Regions from separate parts of the Zea mays genome. Here region 2 is linked to region 1. Evidence: chromatin contacts called from public Hi-C data. All regions are on one chromosome and are shown on one strand. Each heading gives the region's core, a stretch centred on a gene start, on an enhancer-like site or on the middle of the called end of the contact. The rest is flanking DNA. Distances are from core to core; before and after follow the strand shown. Region 1 holds the start of LOC100279929. Region 2 has its middle 87 kb from the start of LOC100273430.

The links. A called contact is a pair of places that touch in the nucleus more often than the background predicts.
Region 2: a Hi-C map of ear shows a contact between it and region 1, with 7 times the contacts expected there. The contact joins the enhancer-like site here to the promoter of LOC100279929 in region 1. A contact is called at or near these places in 5 of 25 Hi-C or Micro-C datasets (ear, leaf and tassel).

The regions. Positions count from the first base shown.
Region 1 is chr5:71,096,043-71,101,645 of Zm-B73-REFERENCE-NAM-5.0, reverse strand. It overlaps LOC100279929, which reads left to right and starts at 1,382. Exons shown (of 9, transcript NM_001152879.1): 1 at 1,382-1,751; 2 at 2,002-2,176; 3 at 3,002-3,121; 4 at 3,873-4,016; 5 at 4,119-4,269; 6 at 4,593-4,681; 7 at 4,773-5,031; 8 at 5,155-5,288; 9 at 5,603. The coding sequence starts at 1,405.
Region 2 is chr5:70,967,077-70,973,021 of Zm-B73-REFERENCE-NAM-5.0, reverse strand. It overlaps the pseudogene LOC109939696. Among protein-coding and RNA genes, the nearest start is that of LOC100273430, 87 kb to the right of the region's middle. Within about 2 kb of position 2,536, at least 15 of the 20 cell types and tissues checked have an H3K27ac peak or open chromatin away from gene starts, as enhancers often do. A contact at or near this core is called in ear, leaf and tassel, where this site is marked.

The DNA.
Region 1 (5,603 bases), core at 133-2,632:
AACGCTAGTACTTCGCCCTAAACCCTAATCCATATATAGGACCCATAGCCTAGACGTCGGAGTGAGCGTGACAACCTACGTTGGCTTAGATCTCGGTGTCTGTTGTTCCTCTGCAAGGGCAATAGAGGTGACGTGATGGCGACGACCACGCTCCACCACCACCTCGCTAGTACGCGTCAACACAACAACGACAAAGGTACATTACCATATTACTCTCAGTAGAAGAGATCTACTCGTTCTCGAGGATTTGTAGTTACGGATTGGTATTCTAGTTAGGAACTTAGGAATATGAGCTTAAATGGATCTTAGGCACATAGAAGCTAACAGTGACAAGTTGCTTTCTCTGGATCAGGCTGCATGCTACCGCGCTAGCTATTTGAGGTTTGCTAGCAGCGGAAGCGAAGCAACATGAGCCTGCAGATTAATGTGTCCGATCGAGATGGATGGATGGAGCGGCAAGCAAAGCAACCAATAATCAGTGGTATATATATAGATCCTTCCCGAAGCACGCTGCATGCATGCGTCCACGCATCTTGGGGCGCGCGCGGAACCAAGAATAGCGTCACGCGGAATCTACTCGACCAGCTCAAGTGCTCAACAAATCATCATGTCATGCTTGCAGCTATCAGCTTGCTCGGTGACGGCGATGAGGCAGCATCACGTTCGACCACATCCGTTACCTTCTTTCCTCCCTTTCAGTAGATAGACTTGCAAGCCAACCCAAAAGCAAGCAGGCTGCCCTTGAAGATTCACATCACGTTCGACCACATCACGTTCGACCACATCCGTTACCATACTGCATGTGAAACTGACACTGGCACAGCAGGAGATTCAGTAGTCAAGCTAGGCTGCACAACAGCTTGCATTGCATGATGAAAGAAAAGAAAAGAAAAATGGTGTAACTGAGGAGTGAGTATTGCACATATAGAACGCAATGCATGAGTGATTCAGTTGCAAAGTATGGTGGCTGAACTGAAACGCTGCCGCAGTTCGTTCAGTTACGATAGCTGACCGGAAAGCAGGGCGGGGAGAAGAGCGAAGCAAAAGCACACCAAGCGTGCCGTGGCCTGAAGGAATGCCCCTGATGATGACGAGTTCCTGGGTGTCGGCGGAACTGACACCAGTCACACTGACATATCACCGTGAAGTAGTAGTAGTAGGTGTACGCCAAGTCTTCACGAAAGCCACAAACGAAAGGAATCTCCTTGGTCTCTGCTTGCAAGCAAAGCTTGGTTTTGGTTGCCAGCCACTCTGAATTCTGAAACCACCAAATAAACCTGACGAGAGGGAGCAGCGTTTCAAACGCCAACGCAATTCAACGCCCCACGCGAGCTATAAAACCGGAGGAGAAGCAGCTGCCAAGTTGCATCCAATACCCCCACGAACCCACTCTCTCTCCCCACGATGGCAAAAATGGCGATGGCGTCCTCCCGCCTCCCGGCTCTCCTCTGCCTCGCCGCCGTCGCCGTCGCCGTCGCGGCGGAGGCCGCCGCCGCCGCCGGAGAAGGCGGCCTCCGCCTGCCCCGCGACGCCACGTTCCCGGCGGCGCAGGCGGAGCGGCTCATCCGCGCGCTCAACCTCCTGCCTAAGGAGAAGGAGGCGGGGCCGGCCGCGGGCGGCGGCGACGGGCCCAGCGTGGCGCCCGGGGAGCTCCTAGAGCGTCGCGTCCGGCTGCCCGGCGCGCCCGCCGGCGTCGGGGACCTCGGCCACCACGCCGGATACTTCCGCCTGCCGCACACGCACGACGCCAGGTGAGCAGCCCCGGCGGTTGTGCAGTAAAGCTTGGGTCTTTGGCTTAGGATTTCGGTTTTGTCTCTGTGAACGAGACAAAATTGAGATTCCAACATTGTAACGGCAGTCCAGAGCCTTGGATTTAGATGAGACCAAAAAAGACGCGTTTTTTTTTCCTTCCCGTTGCGTGTGCTGCTTGGCGATAAATAGAGCGAGCGATTTTCGCGACATTGAATTGAACGCCGCTTTGTGGTGCCTGGATCGCTGCAGAATGTTCTACTTCTTCTTCGAATCGAGGGGCAAGAAGAAGGAGGACGACCCCGTCGTGATCTGGCTCACCGGAGGGCCCGGCTGCAGCAGCGAGCTGGCCGTCTTCTACGAGAATGGGCCCTTCACCATTGCCAACAACATGTCGCTTGTCTGGAACAAATTCGGTTGGGACACGGTAAGTAATGAAACCGTACCTCTTTTATGATCCCCTGTCTCGTTAGAGTAGCAAAGTTGCAAACTGAACATTCCAGTTTTGCTTGCAGTCAGTTTTAAGAAGAAAATGACAGAGCTTAATTACTTCAACCTATGTTCACTATGGTAGCAATAGTCAGGTTAAGCCGTTAGTGAAAATAAGGTCACTTTTAAAGTTTCTGTTGGAGCTGCTAGCATTTGTTGAAGAAAATGTTTTCTTGTCCATAAACCAGAATAGGCATATTAGTTACTAGTACTACTATCTATATTTAACTGTATTTACTAACTTTAGGTAATCGGTTATAATCAGCTCACCATGTTTGCTGTCTTTATCTACTTAGGCCCTGTTTGTTTATCCTATTAGATTATATAATCTAGCTTAAATAAATTGAGAGGTAAACAAACAACACATTATTAAGTGGATTATATAATCTAGATATCTAGATTATAATAATCCATAAGCTGGATTATATAATCCTGAAAGGAAACGAACAGAACCTTATTGGGCCCTCTTAATCAACCAACTTCCAATAGCCCCACGGTATTAGTTAGCTACAATTACAAGTCCAGCAGCAGCAAGTATGCTTACTATAGTAGTGCAGCTTAACTGTTTAGAGAGTTGTTTCCCAATTTCCAGAAAGTGTCTGCTAAATTCATCTTGCGCAGGCAAGAAAAAAAAAGAAAAAGAGACTGCTAAATTCAGTATATCATTGTAGTAATTTCTTATTGCTGTACAGGTCCCACCTTATGTTGAGTTACATAGATCATGTCAATTTCCTCTGTTTCTGATATGATTTGATGTCTGCAGATCTCAAATATCATATTTGTTGATCAGCCAACCGGAACTGGCTTTAGCTACAGCTCTGATGATCGTGATACTCGTCATGATGAGATTGGTGTCAGCAATGACCTATATGACTTTCTCCAGGTGCTACTTTTGTGTCAATTCTGTCTGGCTGTTGTGCTTTCTTTCTTTTATTGCATCAATTCCATGTGCTGTGCGATGACACCATAGAAGTTTGGTCAGATCATTTTTAGAAGTAGTTGAGGTCAGAAGGAGAAACTAACACGTGCGCACACACATTTTCTTAAATACAGGAGGGACTCTGCTCTTAATCATTTCAGGAAAGAACGGTCACACACATGATTTTTAGAGGGTGTTTGAATGCACTAGAGATAATAGTTAGTGGCTAAAATTAGTTGAGGTATCCAAACACTCTAGCTAATATTTCAGCTATTAGCTATTTTTGGTAAATTAGTTAATAGTTGATTAGTTATTTGTTAGCTAGCTAATTCTACTAACAATTTTTAGTCTACTAACTATTAGTTTTAGTGCATTCAAACACCCCCTTAGAAAATCCATTGTGCTGATTGGTGCCCTTAGATGCTAGCAAGGCTCAGAGGGTCCTTTTTGCATAAAAAATAAAGGGTTATGGAAAATATGGCTGAATTACTTCATTAGAGGTAGTAAAGATCATGAATCGCCTTCGCTATTGTGGTCTAAAAGTTCGATCTCAATTGGCATCGAATGGAAGGGAAGGGTTCCTCTAGCAGAATAATAATTAATAAATTTAGGCTGTCGGTTTATTGTTTGATTGTGTTGGGTTCATTTAGGAAAAAAACAAAAGAGTCATAGCCTCTCATGGGTGTTATTTAATTGCTCTAAACTGCTATTTCAGGTGTTCTTTAAGAAGCACCCAGAATTTGCAAAGAATGACTTCTTTATAACTGGAGAATCTTATGCTGGGCACTACATTCCAGCATTTGCAAGCAGAGTTCACCAAGGAAACAAAGCAAACGAGGGCATTCATATAAACTTGAAGGTATGAGTATTAGCTTCTTTGCATCGACTTTTCAACGCCTTTTCCATTCCCAGTTCCCTTTTTTTTCCTTAACTTCTGTATTCTTAACTAATCTTATTCTAGGGATTTGCTATCGGCAACGGTCTCACTGATCCAGAAATCCAATACAAAGCCTACACAGACTATGCGCTGGAAATGAATCTTATCACAAAATCCGACTACGAAAGGATCAATAGGTTCATTCCACCATGTGAATTTGCAATTAAGATGTGTGGTGAGTACTTGTCTACAAAGAAACCTTTTGTGAACATTGCACAATTTTATTTTCTAGTAATCATACCCTTGTGTTGTACTATCTTCTCTTTTCTAAATGAAACGTCAAATAATTCTCTTGCGTGTTCGAGAAAAAAAAAGAGATACGGCCTTTATTTTCATGTTGTCTGAAAAACATTTACATCAATATATGGTGACCTTCCTGAATCTAGCAGAAGAGAATTAATACAGTACTTGAAAGTTTCATTGGAACGACACATCCTGAGGGTCACTCTGTTACATAGAAGGATTCACACTCAGTATTAACCCCTGCTAATGTTTCAGGTACTGACGGGAAAGCATCATGCATGGCAGCTTATATGGTCTGCAACAACATTTTTAACTCCATCATGAAGCTTGTCGGGACAAAGAACGTGAGTAAACAATGCAATGCTGTACGAACGTCTCGCTGCTGACTAACTAAGGTCAAGAAGCCTCACACATCAATCAATGGCCTCTTTGCAGTACTATGACGTGAGGAAGGAATGCGAGGGGAAGCTTTGCTATGACTTCTCAAACCTGGAGAGGTTCTTCGGTGACAAAGCGGTCAAGGAGGCGCTTGGAGTCGGTGACATCGATTTCGTCTCTTGCAGCACTACGGTTTATGAAGCGATGCTCACGGACTGGATGAGGAATCTGGAAGTCGGCATCCCGGCGCTGCTTGAGGATGGGATTAACGTGCTTATATACGCTGGGGAGTATGACCTTATATGCAATTGGCTGGGTAAGCATACAATGACCTGATATGCTGGGGAGTATGATCTTATATGCATCACCAGATCCTTCAATGGTTTTGCAGTTAAGATACCGAGTATACAATTCTGAATTTGTTTGTGTGTTTGGGCAGGAAACTCGAGATGGGTGCACTCGATGGAATGGTCTGGCCAGAAAGACTTCGTATCCTCCTGTGACTCACCGTTTGTAGTAGACGGTGCAGAAGCTGGAGTCTTGAAGAGCCATGGACCACTGAGCTTCCTCAAGGTTGCCATCCAGCACTTCTTTCACTTTACCCTGTTTCCTTCCTAAGTTCTTCCCCCCCCCCCCCCCCCCCCCCCCAAACTAAAGCTGATGTTTCATGCTGGCAAAATTAAGACTGGTTCCGCTAAACCGTAGGCGTACTTGACAAAATGTGACAAGACAACCTAGTAAATCTGTTCATCGCTGCATGCTCATGAGAACCTGGCTGGCTGTCTAGTGCTTTAGAACCCTTCCGTGCCTCATCAACAGCAAGTGTACGTGTATGCGAAGACTAGAACAAAACTCACGTGAGTTTCCTCCATACTGTGCAAATGCAGG
Region 2 (5,945 bases), core at 1,287-3,786, 130 kb after region 1:
TATGGAGCCGCCAAGCACAATGAGAGGGGCCCAACGGCTGGCAGGTAGATTAGCATCATTAAACAGATTCATATCCAGATTAGTAGAAAGAAATCTGCCATTCTTTGAAATATTGAAGTCAGCCGAAGTTTTTCAATGGGGCCCGGCTCAGCAAAAAGCCTTCGAAGAGTTGAAGCAATACTTGATTGATTTAACAACACTAACTCCACCTTCGCCAGGGGCTCCATTGCTCTGCAGTGAGTGCGGCGCTTGTACAGAAGAAGCTAGATGGCCAAGTCAAAATGCAAGCTCCAGTGTACTTCATCTCTGAAGTTTTAAGTTTGTCAAAGAAAAATTATATAGAATTGGAGAAGGTGTTGTATGCTGTGTTAATGGCCTCCAGAAAGCTTCGGCATTATTTTCAAGCATATCACATAATTGTTCCTTCGTCACAGCCTCTGAAGGACATAATGAGGAATAGAGAAGCTACTCGAAGGATTGGAAAATGGGTTGCGGAGCTTAACGAATTCACCATTGACTATGTGCATAGATCCTCAATTCAGTCCCAGGCATTAGCAGACTTCATCGCTGACTGGACGCCAGGGGCTCAGGAATAAGAAATAAACAAAGACACCGAAGCTTGGATAGTGTTCTGCGATGGTTTTTGGGGAACCTTCGGTGCAGGAGCGATTGCTGTCCTAGTAGCACCTTCGAAAGTCATAACATGTTATGCAGCCAAGCTTAACTTTAGTTGTACAAATAATATTGCTGAATACGAAGCACTTCTGTTGGGGCTTCGGAAGTTAAGGGCAATGGGAATAAGAAGAGCCATCCTGAAAACTGATTCTCAAGTCATTTCTGGCCATGTAGACAAAAGTAGCAAGGCAAGAGACCCGAAGCTTGAAAAATATCTGGATACAATTCGAAGGTTGGAGGCTTCTTTCGAAGGTTTTTCTCTCAAGAATATTCCAAGAGGTGAAAATGAGCATGCAGATCTGCTAGCCAAATCAGTGGCTCAGGGGCTCCCTCTACCTTTGGAAGTATTTTTTGAAACAATAAAGGCACCTTCGGTTGAACTCATGGAGAGAGCAGTGCTTGCTATTTCTCCAGTACATAGTGAAGATTGGAGGACTGAAATTATATCTTTCCTCCAAGGTAATTGTCTTTCGGATGACGAAGCTTATAATAAGAGAATGGAAGCAAGGACAAGACTGTATGTGATAATAGAAGGGGAATTATATAAACATGGAGTCTATTCTCCACTCCTCAAGTGTTTATCAAGAGCTGAAGGTATTGAATTAATGAAGGAGATACATGCAGGTCTATGTGGATCTCATATTGGGTCTAGGCCCTTACTGGGAAAAGTGTTTAGACAAGGTTTTTACTGGCCGAAGGCAGCTTTGGATGCAGCAAAGCTAGTTCAGAAATGTGAAAATTGTCAAAAATGTGCAAGAGACCAGAAACAACCTTCATCTCTCACTTAGCTAATACAGCCCACCTGGTCGTTGCAAAGATGGGGCCTAAATTTGTTAGGCCCACTTCCACCAGCGCAAGGCAATTTGAGATATGTTGTGGTGGCTGTAGAATATTTTTCTAAGTGCATTGAAGCGAAGCCTTTGGCTACAATAACTTCGGTTACAGTCCAAAAATTCTTCTGGCAAAATATTGTTTGTCGCTTCGACGTGCCGAAGGCTATAACTGTGGACAATGGAACACAATTTGATGCTGAAACTTTCAAGGATTTCTGTGATCGGAATGGCACGAAGATTCATTTTGCATCAGTTAGGCATCCGGAGTCAAACGGTCTGGTCGAAAGAGCAAATGGCATTATAATGATGGGAATAATGAAGCTAATCTTCAATCAGCCCAGAGGAAAGTGGCCAGATGAGTTGATTAAAGTGGTGTGGAGCCACAATACAACTATATCAAGATCAACAGGTTTTACACCGTTCAAATTATTATTTGGTGACGAAGCCATAACCACTAGGCCTGGGCAATCGGGTTACCCGAAAAATTCGGGTCCGATATTTCGGGTAATTATAAATTCGGGTTCTGAAAAATCTTACCCGAAATAGACCCTGACAAATCATTACCCGAAATTTCGGGTACCCGAAATTTCGGGTTCGGGTACCGGGTATTCCCAATTCTCCCGATCTCAAGAACCATACAACACATAATACACATTAACAGGCTTATAATCTAGAAAAATGCGGGCACATAATGGTCTAGTTTAACCAACTTCACACGAAGCAGTGAAGCACTATGGCAACAAACACACATGGGAACTGGCGCCTGCTCTACAGCTCTGGTTGGGAGAAGTTGCAGAACGTAGTGTGGCATGCAATGGAGTTTGGAGTCCGGCGCCGACCAGCCATTGCCCGTCGGGGCCTCCGCCTTAGGGGTCTACTGGTCTAGGCATCTGGCAGCGGAGTGCATAGAGGCCAGGAGCAGCAGCCGAGCAAGAGCAGTCGCGCTCACGCCATAAGAGCAGGTGAGCAGTGGTTGAGGACTAGGCGGCGGGCGCTGAGGAGGCTAGTCTGTGGCTGAGCGACTCTACGCTCTCCGCCTGTGGGACTGGGCCGCTGAGTCGCTCTACCACTGACTGTTCGCCTGTGGGCTGGGCTAGAGACTGGAGCGCTGGGCTGCAAAACACAACATTGCAAAATTGGGTCAGGTAGTTCGGGATCATCGGGTACCGCATGACAAAACCCGAAAATCCCAAAATAAGTTCGGGTTTCTAGAGTTCATACCCGAATTTCCCAAACTAACTTCGGGTACCCGGGATTCTGGGTTCGGGTTCGGGAAATCTGGGTTCGGGAATCGGGTAACGGGTTTTTTGCCCAGTCCTAATAACCACAAAAGAAGCTAAAGAAGGGTCAATAAGAACAGCAGCTTTGGCAGAAGACGAAGATGATTATCACGTAGCAAAAGATACTATAGAAGGAACCAGACTTTGAATATCAATAAATATCAAGCCGAAACAATAAAATGGCATGACAGAAAAGTTCGGTTGAAAAATATTAAGCCAGGGCATTTGGTGCTTCGAAGAGTGGCTAATCCGGACACAGTAGGCAAATTGCAGCTGAAGTGGGAAGGACCTTTTTTGGTGGTATCTTCATCAAGGCCCAGTTCTTATAGATTGAAGGATATGGACGGCAACGACATTCCTAGATCTTGGAATGCGGATGAGCTTCGACGATATTATGTGTAATTTGATGTAATCTTTTTCATTTTTCCCATGGCACCCTTTTCCTTTCCAAAGGGGGAGAAAGGTTTTTAATGGGGCCATAGCTTGTAATTTTTTCTTATTTAGCTCCACGAGAGCAAATCCCCCAAAAGAATGTAAAATGTAAAATCTGAGCATGCACCATCGAGTGCAGAGAGAAAAAAAAAAGCAGGGAGAAGCTCAAAAGTCGTCCCTGAGGGGATGCAGAGCACGACGAAGCTACAAAAAGTCGTTCCTAAGGGAGCGCAGCGTAAGTTTTTTGCTCAAAAGTCGTTCCCAAGGGAATGCAGAGCCAAATACCACCGAAATATAAGGCGAAGAAGTTCAAAAGTTGTTCATAAGGGGATGCAGAACTTATACCACCGAAATAGAAGGCGAAGAAGTTATAAAATCGTTCCTAAGGGGATGCAGAACTTACACCGAAAAATAAACAGTGAACACCGAAAAATAAGCGGCGAAGAAGACTCCAAAGTCGTTCCTAAGGAGATGCAGAGTCTGGGTGTGGCTTCGTAAGCGTGTGTTTGGACATTCATTTGCACGTTACATCACCTCATTCATTGCACTCATACACATTCATTTAGACATTCATAGGATTATCATCATCATAACATAGAATACAAACAGATGCTTCGGCTTTAATGACAAAGCTTCGATGAGTACAAAGAAGCAAAGATATGCTTCGTTGTGTACGAAAAGAAGGGAAGGTGTTTTTCGCCTTCGACTCAAAAAATACAAGTTTCGTCCACATCAAAGCAGTTCATACATGGATGAAAAGGTAAAAATATATTACAAGGTATGGACAAATTTACAGAGCAGTGTTTAATTCCTAAATTACAATATCTTTTACAAAGTTAATTCAAAATTTCTCTAGAGCTTTTTGTAGCAGCTTCATCAGTATCCGTCAAGCTTCGGATCAATGATCTTTGGCTTCGTCATCCTGTACATAACAAAGCGGTATAAGGTAAATAGAAATCTCAGGAGAAGGTAAGCAACAGGTACAAATTTAATACCGGCTTGAGATGACTTCGAGCTTCGTCACCAGCTAAGTCTCGCCCCCCCTTCGTCCAGATTTGTGTTATAAATCTATTTCCAATGCTTCGGGCCAGGCTAGGGATGTCAGTCAAGTCTACTTTGATAGACTGGAGTTTAGCCTGTTTACAATTTTTCCATGCGTGCAACCAGCCTTCATAAAAGCAACAGCTGTGCCGCGAGAAGCTAGCAGGGCACAGAAGTCACCATGCCCAGCTATAACTTCGTCAAGTGCATCAACTTCGCCCTCAATATGTTCAAAGGTGCTTGATAGGTCTTCAACCGAAGGTTCAAATTTTTCAGAACTGGCTCCAACTGAGTTGAAGACCTGCTTCAGCCGTTGCACGCACTAGTTGTCGAAGTTTAGGCATTTGTCCTGAAGCTCTTTCAAGGATTTTTGCAAATTCGAACTCTTTTCGACTTCGGCTTCAAGATTCACATCAAAATTCTTCTTTTCTTGCTCAAAGCTTTCTGACTTCAGCAGGAGTTCACTGTTCAATCTAGCAATTTCGGCTTGGGCTTCTGACAGTGAACCCTCCATTGTTTGAAGAACAAAATCTTTCTTTTCAAGAGCAGCTTCATGATCTTTGATTTTACTTTCCAAGCCTTTAATGATAACCTCATTTTTCTTATCTTAGAGGTCCCGTTGCATCCTCAAGGCTTTACTTAGTAGCATACTTTGTGCAAAACAACCTTCATCAGAAATCACCTTCATCGTAAAATAATAAAAAGCTGAGGAAAAAAATTTTACCTTGAAATTAGAATAGAATAAACTGCCGACGATATGCTGTCGTCGATAGTGACTGATGTCAGCTTCAAGCTTTGGAAAACAAACACTCTTCGACAGAGTGTTGATAATCTTTGCTCCAGTTCGATCTCGAATACATCCTAGGGCTTCTTCATTAATTCCGCCGAAGAGCATCGCTCTTGGCTGGTAGCCATAGGATATAACATACTCCTGCAGCTCCTCTTTCTCAGCCTTGGATAATTCTTGACCAATTATATTTTGAAAATTGAAGCCTTTTTCCTCCGAAATATCTTCGGCGATTTCCTTCCCTTTTTCAGGCACTGTGGCCAGGGTTTCTTCGGTAGCTGCAGCAGCTTCTTCCGCGGCCATCTCCAAGAGCACTTTATCAATATCAGATAATGTGCTCTCTAGATTAGTAGTTTTGGCAGTTGTAGCTTCGGCAGCTGGTGTCATTTTTGACACTAAGGCCGGCGGTGGCGTCTCCTCAATAGCTTGCATAACTGTAACAATCCTCCGCCTTTTTGGCCCAACCGCCTTCTTGGTTGCTGAAGGCTTGTCCTTCTTTTGTAAAAGCTTCGTCAGTTGCGGCCCTAGTGGACTTAGCAGCTTGATAGGTAAGGATTCGGTCATTACCTTTAGAATTTCTTCTACTTCTGCAGCAGAAGGCGTTGAAGGAGTTTCCTCTTCTATCGCAGCTGCTTTTGGCTCCGGAGCTGCAACCTTTCTCTTCTTTGAAGCAGCTATCTTCGGCTCAGGACTGGTTTTTCTCTTTTTTAGAGCTTCTTCGTCCTCTTTCACCATCCTAGCAGCCTGTCTGCTCAAAACACTGACAACTCTCTTTCTTTTTGGACCTTCGGCACCCTTGCTTAGTCGTTCATAGTCAGGGTATTCAAAGTTTAAAGCGTCCATTACCCGATTCAACCTTCATTTTGGTCGGGTGCCGAAGGCTGCAGTCATCAGTTG